Linked DNA regions of Drosophila melanogaster: regions 1 and 2 are each linked to region 3. A link is a contact called in public Hi-C data. All regions are on one chromosome and are shown on one strand. Each heading gives the region's core, a stretch centred on a gene start, on an enhancer-like site or on the middle of the called end of the contact. The rest is flanking DNA. Distances are from core to core; before and after follow the strand shown. Region 1 holds the start of Usp2 (Ubiquitin specific protease 2). Region 2 holds the start of Ntf-2 (Nuclear transport factor-2). Region 3 holds the start of CG5800.

Evidence for each region. Hi-C and Micro-C count contacts between places; a contact is called where the count stands out from the background.
Region 1: a contact with region 3 is called in a Hi-C map of the Kc167 cell line, with 1.9 times the contacts expected there. The contact joins the promoter of Usp2 here to the promoter of CG5800 in region 3. A contact is called at or near these places in 8 of 107 Hi-C or Micro-C datasets (the Kc167 cell line, the S2 cell line, embryo and 3 more).
Region 2: a contact with region 3 is called in a Hi-C map of the Kc167 cell line, with 5 times the contacts expected there. The contact joins the promoter of Ntf-2 here to the promoter of CG5800 in region 3. A contact is called at or near these places in 7 of 107 Hi-C or Micro-C datasets (the Kc167 cell line, eye imaginal disc, larval brain and 4 more).

Annotation. Positions count from the first base shown.
Region 1 is chrX:22,454,131-22,457,375 of dm6, reverse strand. It overlaps Usp2 (Ubiquitin specific protease 2), which reads right to left and starts at 1,573. Exons shown (of 10, transcript NM_001298598.1): 1 at 1,513-1,573. It overlaps wap (wings apart), which reads left to right and starts at 1,954. Exons shown (of 6, transcript NM_001298597.1): 1 at 1,954-2,102; 2 at 2,317-2,714; 3 at 2,790-2,982; 4 at 3,186-3,245. The coding sequence starts at 2,792.
Region 2 is chrX:21,033,655-21,037,093 of dm6, reverse strand. Ntf-2 (Nuclear transport factor-2) reads right to left here and starts at 1,625. Exons shown (of 5, transcript NM_001272821.1): 1 at 1,373-1,625; 2 at 624-695; 3 at 457-555. The coding sequence starts at 1,480.
Region 3 is chrX:17,634,346-17,637,734 of dm6, reverse strand. It overlaps CG5800, which reads right to left and starts at 1,454. Exons shown (of 2, transcript NM_133002.2): 1 at 981-1,454; 2 at 1-904. The coding sequence starts at 1,367. It overlaps CG8289, which reads left to right and starts at 1,691. Exons shown (of 3, transcript NM_133001.3): 1 at 1,691-2,393; 2 at 2,758-3,161; 3 at 3,382-3,389. The coding sequence starts at 1,809.

The sequences.
Region 1 (3,245 bases), core at 324-2,823, 4.8 Mb before region 3:
CAAAACCTCATACTAATCGGACCATAATATTCTAACTTCTTTATCAAAAATATACCCAAAAGATTGGAAAATGCCCAGTGTAAATGATCTAATGAGGGAACATCTTTTAATCAAAACCACATTTTTATGACGGTACTTTTAGTAGTGCAAACAATTCTAAATTGTCAAGACCTTGTCCGTTTACATTTGATTCACTTATTGGAGAAATGAAGGCTTGCAGGCGCAAGGTTATCTTGAATTCTGCATAAGATAATGCGAAACCCTTCAAGCGGAACTCCTCGTCTTTCTTCCCCTTCCCACGATTGATTTTTCACAAGCGCAAAAAACACCCACGCACATCTCGGGAATTTGTGGCCTTCGATTTGTCCCTGATGAACAGTTAGGCGGAGAGTGGAAAACCGATCGACACTTGTTTACAATCGCAAAATAGTAATAAATAGAGAAAAGCCGTTTTCAAGTTTGCCATAACAACAACTTCAGTGTGACGCTGGCTGGCTGAACTGGGTAGGGGCGGTGTGGGACGCGGACGGCTGTCCTTATGCGGTAACACTTAAAATGAAGTTACGTTCGTGTGTGTGCCGCCAGGCTGTCTACGCTCCCATTCGAGAAAACCGTTGCTTTTACATACATACATGCACAAGTGTAAGGCTCTGCGGGTGGTGTAGTGCAGGGGGATGGGAGAAGCGGGTGGTAGGCCTTAACTAACATAAGATGGCCACACTTTCACGAATCGATCTTTCGTTCATAAAATGCTACAACTACACTACAGCCCATTCACACACATTCACTTAAAAAAATTGAATTATCCAAGCTCACACAATCGCACGCGAGTACCCACAGGTGTAGCTGAACTTTTTCAACGGTTACCACGATTAGCCGCTTTCTTTAGACACAAAACTCATACATTCTTTGCACGTCAAAATCGAAATAATTGTGATAAAAGCAAAAACAATATATAAAACGAAACGAAATGAGATTCTATTTTTAAAAGGTGCACTCACACACGCGCGTACGTTTGGCAGTGAAATGTGTGAGGGAGAGGGGGCGAGCCAGGGTAGTAGTAAAACAGTGCCGAGATTGTGCGCGCGAGCGATGTAGCACTATTGGCTACACGGTCACACACACACACACAGGCGCCAGGCAGCGTACGAATTACGCAAAGTGAAATATCTTTCTCAAAATGGAAAGTGGAAAAGTGACGACGACGGCTATTAGGAATTTTTCATACATCCACGGAACACAAAAAATGTACAAAGGCAAATGCGTATATAAAGTGTATAAATTCATACTAAGATAGAAAACAAATGGGCGAGGGGATGGGTGGCGAAGGTGAAAATTTGACCGCAAAACGAACATCACGAGGCGAACGAGGTCGCGCTGCCGAAAGTCCCGTCTCTTAATGATATCCCACAAATTTTAACGCCAGCCAAGCGACATCATCGTTTTGCACCGCAAAAGGGCCTTTTTCCGGTCGAATTAAAGCAATTTTTTTTTGCACAACACAGAACTCACTTTTTAATCCTATTTTTTTTGCTAGTGTGGCCGCACGCCGAAACGAAGTCACCGTCACTAGATTTTGAAGATAGGTTAACTGTTCTTCGATAACTATCGAAGAACTATGCCTGATGCATGTATGGTTGGTGTACTTGCTAACAGATGAGCAGAGGCCTTCTTAATGTTCCATTTACACAGAATTCCATCATATGGGATTTGAAAAATATGCTTCAAACTTAATAGTTTTTGCACAAAACGCCAATCGAATTATATTTCCAGTTCCAGGGAAAAGATTTCTGGGTGGAAATAAACACACAACTTTCAATTCTTAATTAGACTAAAGTCAAGCCTAGAATATTATATATTACAGTTCAATATAATTTAATACAGAATTTTGTTTTAAATAAATAGTATTTTGTTTATCTGGTATATAACAATGATTTTGCACAAGGTATTTCTTATAGCTATCTGCGCGGTCACACTGTTTTTGTGTGAAAATTCTGTCGAAAAGAATGTATTAAAAGTTCTTTGAATACTAATTCCGTGTAATTCCGACCGTGCTGTTTCAGAAAACTGTGGTTGGATTGGAAACTTAACCAAATTATAAGGTAAAACCGGGGCAGCTTGCCCATCGAAGGACCGCCACAAACGAATTTTCGCGTCGCATTACGTTTTAGTGTTGCCACCTTATACGGAGTGCCGGGCACAATTCCACTTGCTGGCCAAACGGATGCGTTGCGGTCGCGATGTGCACGCCGTTGAATTAATTCCTTCGCCCTGTTGATTGAGTACAGTTCGACTTCTCCGATCGGTGTCCTCCAGACCTAAATTTCGCCGGAATAACGACGGCAAACGGACGGACGGACTCTAGTCGGAAAACGGGCGAGCTGGCAATACTGCCAGTGCACAAAATGATGTGAATCTCGGAAAAGAGGAAAGCTACAGGAAAAGCCAAGGAAAAGCAAGCCGGTAAAGTGTGCAAATGCGAGTGGCAAGCAAAGACCTTTGTTTCCCATTCCATGAAGTTTTCTTGAGTTGTCCGCTGCTGTGAGTGGTCATTATCAGCCATCATCATCATTGTCGTCATCATCACCAAAGGAGCTCGTCGTCATTAGGCCGGCCACCAGCTAAACGGCATTGAGAAAACTCAGCAGCACCTTGTCATCCAAGTCTTGATCTTCGTCTTGGTCTGGATATCCGTATCCAATCACACAGTTCAGGTGGGTTCTTGATCCAGACTCCGAATTCGAATACGAGTCCTAGATTCTCATGCTGATCCTTTTCCATATCTACAGTTATGTCCTCGACCGCCGGAAAGCGCAAGGAGATCTACAAATATCTCGCGCCATGGCCACTGTACTCCATGAACTGGAGTGTAAGGCCGGACAAGCGATTCCGGCTCGCACTGGGCAGCTTCATCGAGGAGTACAACAACAAGGTACAGATCATCAGCCTGGACGAGGACACCAGCGAATTTAGTGCTAAGAGGTATACCGAATATTTGTTTAGCTGATCCCTTCTACTTTCTGTTTTCATTTTATATTTCGTATATTATCTTTAAAAAATAATATAAAATGATAAGCAGTTTTGATATTATTGTAATCATTTTAAATATGAATAGTTATTTGGTTATACGAACCATTTTTCCGAAATCCCCTTCCTCACTGACAGATTATTTCTTCTTCAAATAGCACCTTTGATCATCCATATCCGACAACCAAGATCATGTGGATCCCGGACTCCAAGGGTGT
Region 2 (3,439 bases), core at 376-2,875, 3.4 Mb before region 3:
GGGCCAGATCGACTCGGCTATTGATCCTGATCAAGAATATATATACTACATTTTGTCGAAAACGATTGCTTCTACATGTTACATACTTTTTAACGAATATAGTATACTCTTTAACTGCACTAGTAACGGGTATAATGTATCTTAGAATGAAGAACACTTAATGGAATAAAGTGGCAGGCTTAATAAAGCCCATACATGATAACAAATAAATGGGAAACAGTGCAAAATAAATAATGTTCTTATGTGAAAGCCAAAACAAAACGTTCTATTTGTTACAAAAACGATTGTCAAGCATTTACGTGTTGAAAAGACCAAAAATAAAATTCAAAACTTGAAAAGAAAATCGATTGAATTGGTCGGCAGTGCTAATATTCTAACCGCCGCCGCAGGCAGTCATTGAATTTCCCCCCGACAGCGAGTTTAGGACAGTTTTCTTGTTGAGAATTCTGGTTTTACCTGTAGTCTTCCAAGGACGTTGATCAGAACTCCGCCATCGAAAGTTGGCTGCGAGTCCACTGTGGTTATCACTCTGGTAATCTTCTGAAAGCTCAGACTCTGCAGGAATAGGAAGGGTATGCAAAATATTATACATATGCCCATGACTGTATATAATCAGGACTTACCTGAACTTTTTCCAGAATCTTGGGTGCCCCCTGTATTTGGTGGCCTTCAAAGGTCATGAATGAGTCGGTAGCCTGGAAGTATAAAATATATAATGATATAAGTGTTATGATGATGTTTTACTTAGTAATGATATTTCGTATTATTAAGAACAAAATTGGTTATAAAACTGTTAATATTTAAATTAAAAACATATCAAACAGATAGTTTTATTTTCAATACTTTATCATTATAGACTTTTTTATTCTTTCATTTACTCTTTTATGTGACAAAAAAACTGAATTGATTGAAACTAATGAAACACAATTATGCCATATTTTTCAAGATATTAATACAATTTTTTCACGAATTTATATCGTATATTGGGCCCTATTGTGCTAACCGCAGTTGTATGTTGGCCATATATTTCGTATGTGTGTATTTATTTATGCGAGCATGGGCGTAATGTGTCACCCGAAACTTCGAGAATCGAACGCTGCCCCCGCCCCTATCAACATTCATCCTATTCCCACGATATCACGGATACGCCGACCGTATATCTCCAGCTGCTCTTTTTCGCGCTCTTTTTCGCATTGCAACAGTTTCTTTATTCATTTTCTGCTGAAAGGAGGCGGAATTTTTCAAGGGCGCGCCGCGCGTCACCTGTGCGTGTGATGGGGATGGCAAGCGAAAAATGTGCAGGCGAAAGCGGAGACGGGAATAAAGGAGAGATGAAAGGCGACGAGCAGAAGCGGGAAGCAACAACACTTACGCTATAGAAATTAACCACGTTCGCCCGATTCGCCGGGTCATCGAATATCGCATAGTACTGCTGCACAAATCCCTTGCCAATGTCCTCGTACTGCGGATTCAGCGACATTTCACTTGAAGGATAGGCGGAACGCTCAGAGATTATGGGAAATCCGATCCGATCGCGGCGACACGAATAATTAAAAAAAAAACCAAATGAAATCAACCGACTGCGCTCAGATCACCACTCTTTGTTAGGGGTGGAACAACGTCGATTTTGTCAGACACTATCGCTGACTGCTATTTCGCAACTATCGATTACGATACCCAGGGCTACAGCCCGATGTCCTAATAACGAAATCGGAATTGGAATTTGAAATATGATTCGATGATGATAGGGTCACATAAATGTAAGAACAAATTATTGCATTTCTGTCAGGCGTAATACTTGGTCATTTGGAAAACAATTATTTGTGTTTCATATATTATTTTTTTTCCTCGCTCGGGACGACTTTTCTTTGATTTGTTGTTTAATTGCAGGTCATACTTAAGCTAACGCAACTTACAATCCATTGTAAGGTATCTAAAGTTGATTTTTAGATCCGTTTATTCATAATGTGGAATCGCTTGTATTTTCACAATTTTCAGACGGGAGGGATAAACCAGATATTGAAAGGATGATGTTTTCTTCACATTCGGAAAAGCATATATCCACCCCAATTTATTACTAAAATTAAATATTCATTGCCATTTGAAATGATATTAATATAATATTAATAATAATTTTATTTTCGATATACAAGTTTATAGAATTTATTAAAGCTAGTAAGCTGGATTGGTAACGATATCGATAAGAGTGACCGATCTGGTCACACCGGCAGTGCGTATGCATCGCAGCAGGAAAATTTGCGTTTGGCGCGCACAATTCGTGGCAATGCTCACCACATTTACGGACATCGCGCGCCTGCGCAGGAGTTGCCTCCATCACAACACACACCTATGTTTGGTTCGCAGGATTAGGTTTTTTTTAAATTCGTTTATTTGACATATTACATTTAGCTAAGAACAAAAATAAAAAACAGAAAAACAGTTGGATGGCATATTCAGTATGTGTCGCACGTTTCAAGGCACCTTTGAGCAGCATTATTACCGTCTTGCTGGTCGAGTCGGCAACGCCAACTTCAGCTCCTTGGAGTGCAGGGCGTTGGACATCACCGTGCGATCTTTGGTTTGACACCGTCTTTGCCCTTACTCGGTTCTTCATAGCTAAAGAGGCCATTAGGGATGGTCTGTTGGCTAGCATCAGTTCTTGCGGTGCATTTGGCATGCGAATTCTCCTCCTCCGGCAGCCTCACGCGCAGCTTTAGTTGGAGATCCTTCAATCTGGCAAATGTGTTCTTCATTGCCAGATTAATGCTCCTCACCCCGTTGTATAATATATCTCCCATCTCCTCGATTTCTAGAAAAGGGGGCCTTGCTGGTTGGGCTCTGTTTGGGGGGGAGGTCACTTATAATGGCCCCTTGGGGGTGCCATCGTTTGGCTTATAGGGTGGGGTCCTTAGAACCTTGGACTGCAAGGTGTGCGGCCCTATACCATTCGCCAGGTGATGGTTACGGTGCTGGCCGATGAGGCTCAGACACAAACCATTCCGCCGGCCACCTTGGCTCAGACGCAAAATGGGTTTTTATTATGCTGCTGCCCGGCTGGTCAAGAGAGCAAGCGCAGCGTCATGGACTTAAGGGTTGGGTGTGAAGGGTGAAGTTCCGACGGGGGACTCATAAGCGGAGGGGTTGGCTATTGGTCTGCTCCGTGATTTTTACACTATTACTGTGTGTTAGAGACAGTCACTCCTGTCTCTATTTAGCTGCCGCGACACGGAAAATTTTCGGGTTTTCCAGGAGCGTTAACTCGATTCGCCCGGCTACTCGCGCGCGTCCCCAGTGCTCTGATTACACAGGATTAGGTTTTTTTTTTTTTAATTCGTCTATTGAACATTTAAGATTAAGATTAACAGATTAACAATGTAAAAGTAAGGAGGGCAAATCCAGGACCCCCCGCGGTATGGCCGTGAAGCATTGCTTCGCGAGG
Region 3 (3,389 bases), core at 205-2,704:
GTGTCTTGTTCCGCGCAGATCGTCCAGCTCGATGAATGTACTGTGAAACATCCTCCGGGCAGTCCAACTGCACCACCCAATTGACGGCAGGAAAGTCCAGACCGCGCGATGCCACATCAGTGGAGAACATAACGACGTGGCTCTTGCGAAGGAAATCCTCGTAGATGGCAATGCGACGATCCTGATGGAGCGTTCCATAGAGAGCCAGCAGCGGGCTACCCGGCCGCAGTTTACAAAATATCTCGTACAGGTACTTGGCCTGCTTGCAACTGGCCACGAACACAATGATCTTCTGCTTCAAATGGTTCTTGATGAACGACCACAGCATGGTGATCTTGTCCTCCAGGTTCAACACCACATAACTCTGCTGCAAAAGCTCAGGAACTGCCAAGACAGCTGTGTTCGGAGTCTTCTTCGTGCTGGCGCTGGGCTCTTCTCTTGGCGTCGCTCCTCCGTAGCCTACGTAGACCGGATCCTTTAGATTAAGCCTCGCCAAATCCTGCACCGTATTCGTTTGCGTGGCCGAGAATAGCAGCGTTTGACGCACTGGTGGGAAATTTTCTATGATTGAATTCAGGGTCTTCTGGAAACCCATATCCAAACAGCGATCGGCTTCATCCAGGACCAACATCTCCATGGTGCTCGTATTAAAGAGAGGATTCTCGTCCATGTGCTGCAGCAGCCTTCCGGGTGTGCAGATCAGTATGTTGCACTGGTCCATGCGAGTGCGCTCGAACTTCAGGTTCTTGCCTCCGATGATGAGGCCGGCGGAGAAGTCGTGGTGCTTTCCCACCTTCTTTAGGGTCTCGAAGATCTGGTAGGCTAGCTCGCGGGTGGGCGAGATGATGATAGCGCCAACGCCATCGGTGCGCGACCATTTGTTCATGAACAGATGCTCCAGAACCTGCAATAAATGGACCATTGCATATATAACTTACAGCCGGCAATTTCTTTCGAAGAAGGGACGAGGACCAACTTACGGGTATGAGAAAGGCCAGTGTCTTGCCACTGCCTGTGATGGCCGCGCCCAGCACATCCTTGCCCTGCAGTGCGGGTCCAATGCTGTCCCGCTGCACCTGCGTGGGATGCACGAATTTGGACTCCGCCAGTGCCTTTTGGGTCTTCTTGGACAGCGGAAACTGGGCGAACTTCTTAATGGCAGTAGCATCGATCTCTGCGTATTTGGTCTTGAGGTCCTGGATCTCCGCTTCGGTGGCGGCCAGTCGCGACTTGTTGATCTCCTGGCGCGGACGCTTCTGGCTGTTGTCGCCGCTTTTCCGGCCACCACCAGCTCCTTTGAACGTGCCGGATCCCGGCTTGAAACGCGAACCCGGTTTGCCGGGTCCCTTGGGTTTCTGGCGCTGCATACCCTCTGTTTATTGACCAAAATGCGGTCGTTTCGAAACGTATTGAAATTCGCACGCGGTTGGAATTAGGGATGAGAGAAGAAACGATTATTCAATCGATTAATTCGCATTTCAAGTCGAATGTATCGACCACTAATTTGTATTACCGTTTCTAGAAATTTGGAAAGAATTAATTTTCTTACTTTCTTACTTCGATTCGATCTCGGGATCTCGATTGATAAACATTAAATAAATATTCCCAGGAAATATAAATATATATATATTTATAAAACTGCATATCCCGACTTCGTGATTTTTTGTTTCTTGCAGTCTGGTAACACTGCCAAGTGTACAGTCGTCAAAAAACTCTATAAAGAATTTGTTTTGCTGGTACGCGGCAATTGAAATCGCCACCGTAGAGCAAATTGGACGTTGTCACACAACCGGATAAACAAGTGCATTATGGCCAAGGCGAGTAAGAAGGTGGCAGAAAGTAAGCGCAGGAACGGAGTCGCCAACGAGAGCGAAAACGAGGAGATTGACCAGCAAAAGTCCAATGGGACAGGTCGATCGTCCAGGAAGACGCCGAACAAACGAAAGGCCAAACTGACTGTGGCCTCTGACAGCGAAGACAGCGATTGCCAGACCTCTACCTCCAACGTGGATGTACCAGCTGCAAGGAACAAGCGCAAGGTGGGCAAGGCCAGGAACGCCACCACTTCGCCCCGCAAAAATGGCAAAAAAATCGTTATAGAGGATTCGGATGATGATGCTAATCATTCCGATGTAGACCCTAGTGCCGACAGTTCGCCAAGGAAGCCAAATATCAAACGCCAGACACGGCGATCCGTGCGCGGTGAAACGGAAGATAGCAATGAACTGCCCTCCACCTCCAAAGCCTCTGCACATGCATCAAGTCCGATCAAGAAGCGCAAGCTGAGCAGGGCTTCGACTTCTTCCGTCAAAAATGGCAAGAAGGTTGCTGAAAAGGATTCGGAATCCGATGTCGATGCTGGAACAGAGGATGAGAAATCAGCTCAACCCCAGGTGAGACATCAATTCGAGAAATCAAAAAATACTAGACCCAATTAGATATTGAACCCTCAGTAAATTCTACGAAATTCTAGTCAGCAATTACAAAACATTGAGACTCAAAACCTTTCGAAAAGGTTAGATTATGATGACTGTACTATTATTCGAAATCATTAGCGCTAACTGGCGTACATATAAAAATGTATGCTTTTAAAACATTACACTGAAACGCTGATGAGAAAGTGTAGTCAGTTGAGAGTAATTTCGTTATATGGCGGTTATCTTGGCCAAAAATGCCTCATACTTTAAGATTCATTTTATTTATAGGACAGTATTTTGATCAATGAAGTCCAACTTTTTTATCTTTGCTGCTTTGCAGAAGGTTGCAGCTAAATCGAAGTCCTCGCCAAACGCTAAGAAGGCTAAGGGACGTGGTCGACGGAACGCCGGCACCAAGAAAGCCGACGATTCAATCGACCCAGAAAAGCAATGGGAAGTCGAAAAAATTCTTGATCACGTTGCCACCAAGGAGGGCGACATGTTTAAGATCCGATGGAAGAAGTATGGACCGAAGGATGATTCCTGGGAGCCGAGTAAGAATCTGGCGTGCGATGCGCTTATCGAAAAGTTTATGCGGAAACAAGCAACCCAGGAGAACGTGGACGTTAAGGAGCTGCGCGAATCGCCCAAGAAGACCGAGCGCCTCGTCGATGAATGCTATCCCAGGACAAATCTGCACAATCGTATTGAACGCTCCTCGAAGCGCTCTTCCGCCAAAAACCGGTGCGTTTAATATCTCTATATACACAATAAGGTTAGAATAACGACACAGCTGTGAAGTATTAAATTCAGTTATTCCTCAGTTGATACTTTCAGTTTATATTTGCCCGTTTCGTTGCTTAATTTCACGCATTGTGTCTGATTTCTTCATTATTTTGTTTATAGTTTTGATATCCACACTCAACCATGTTACTCATATGTCAATAAACCTTTATACTTTCAGCATTTTCT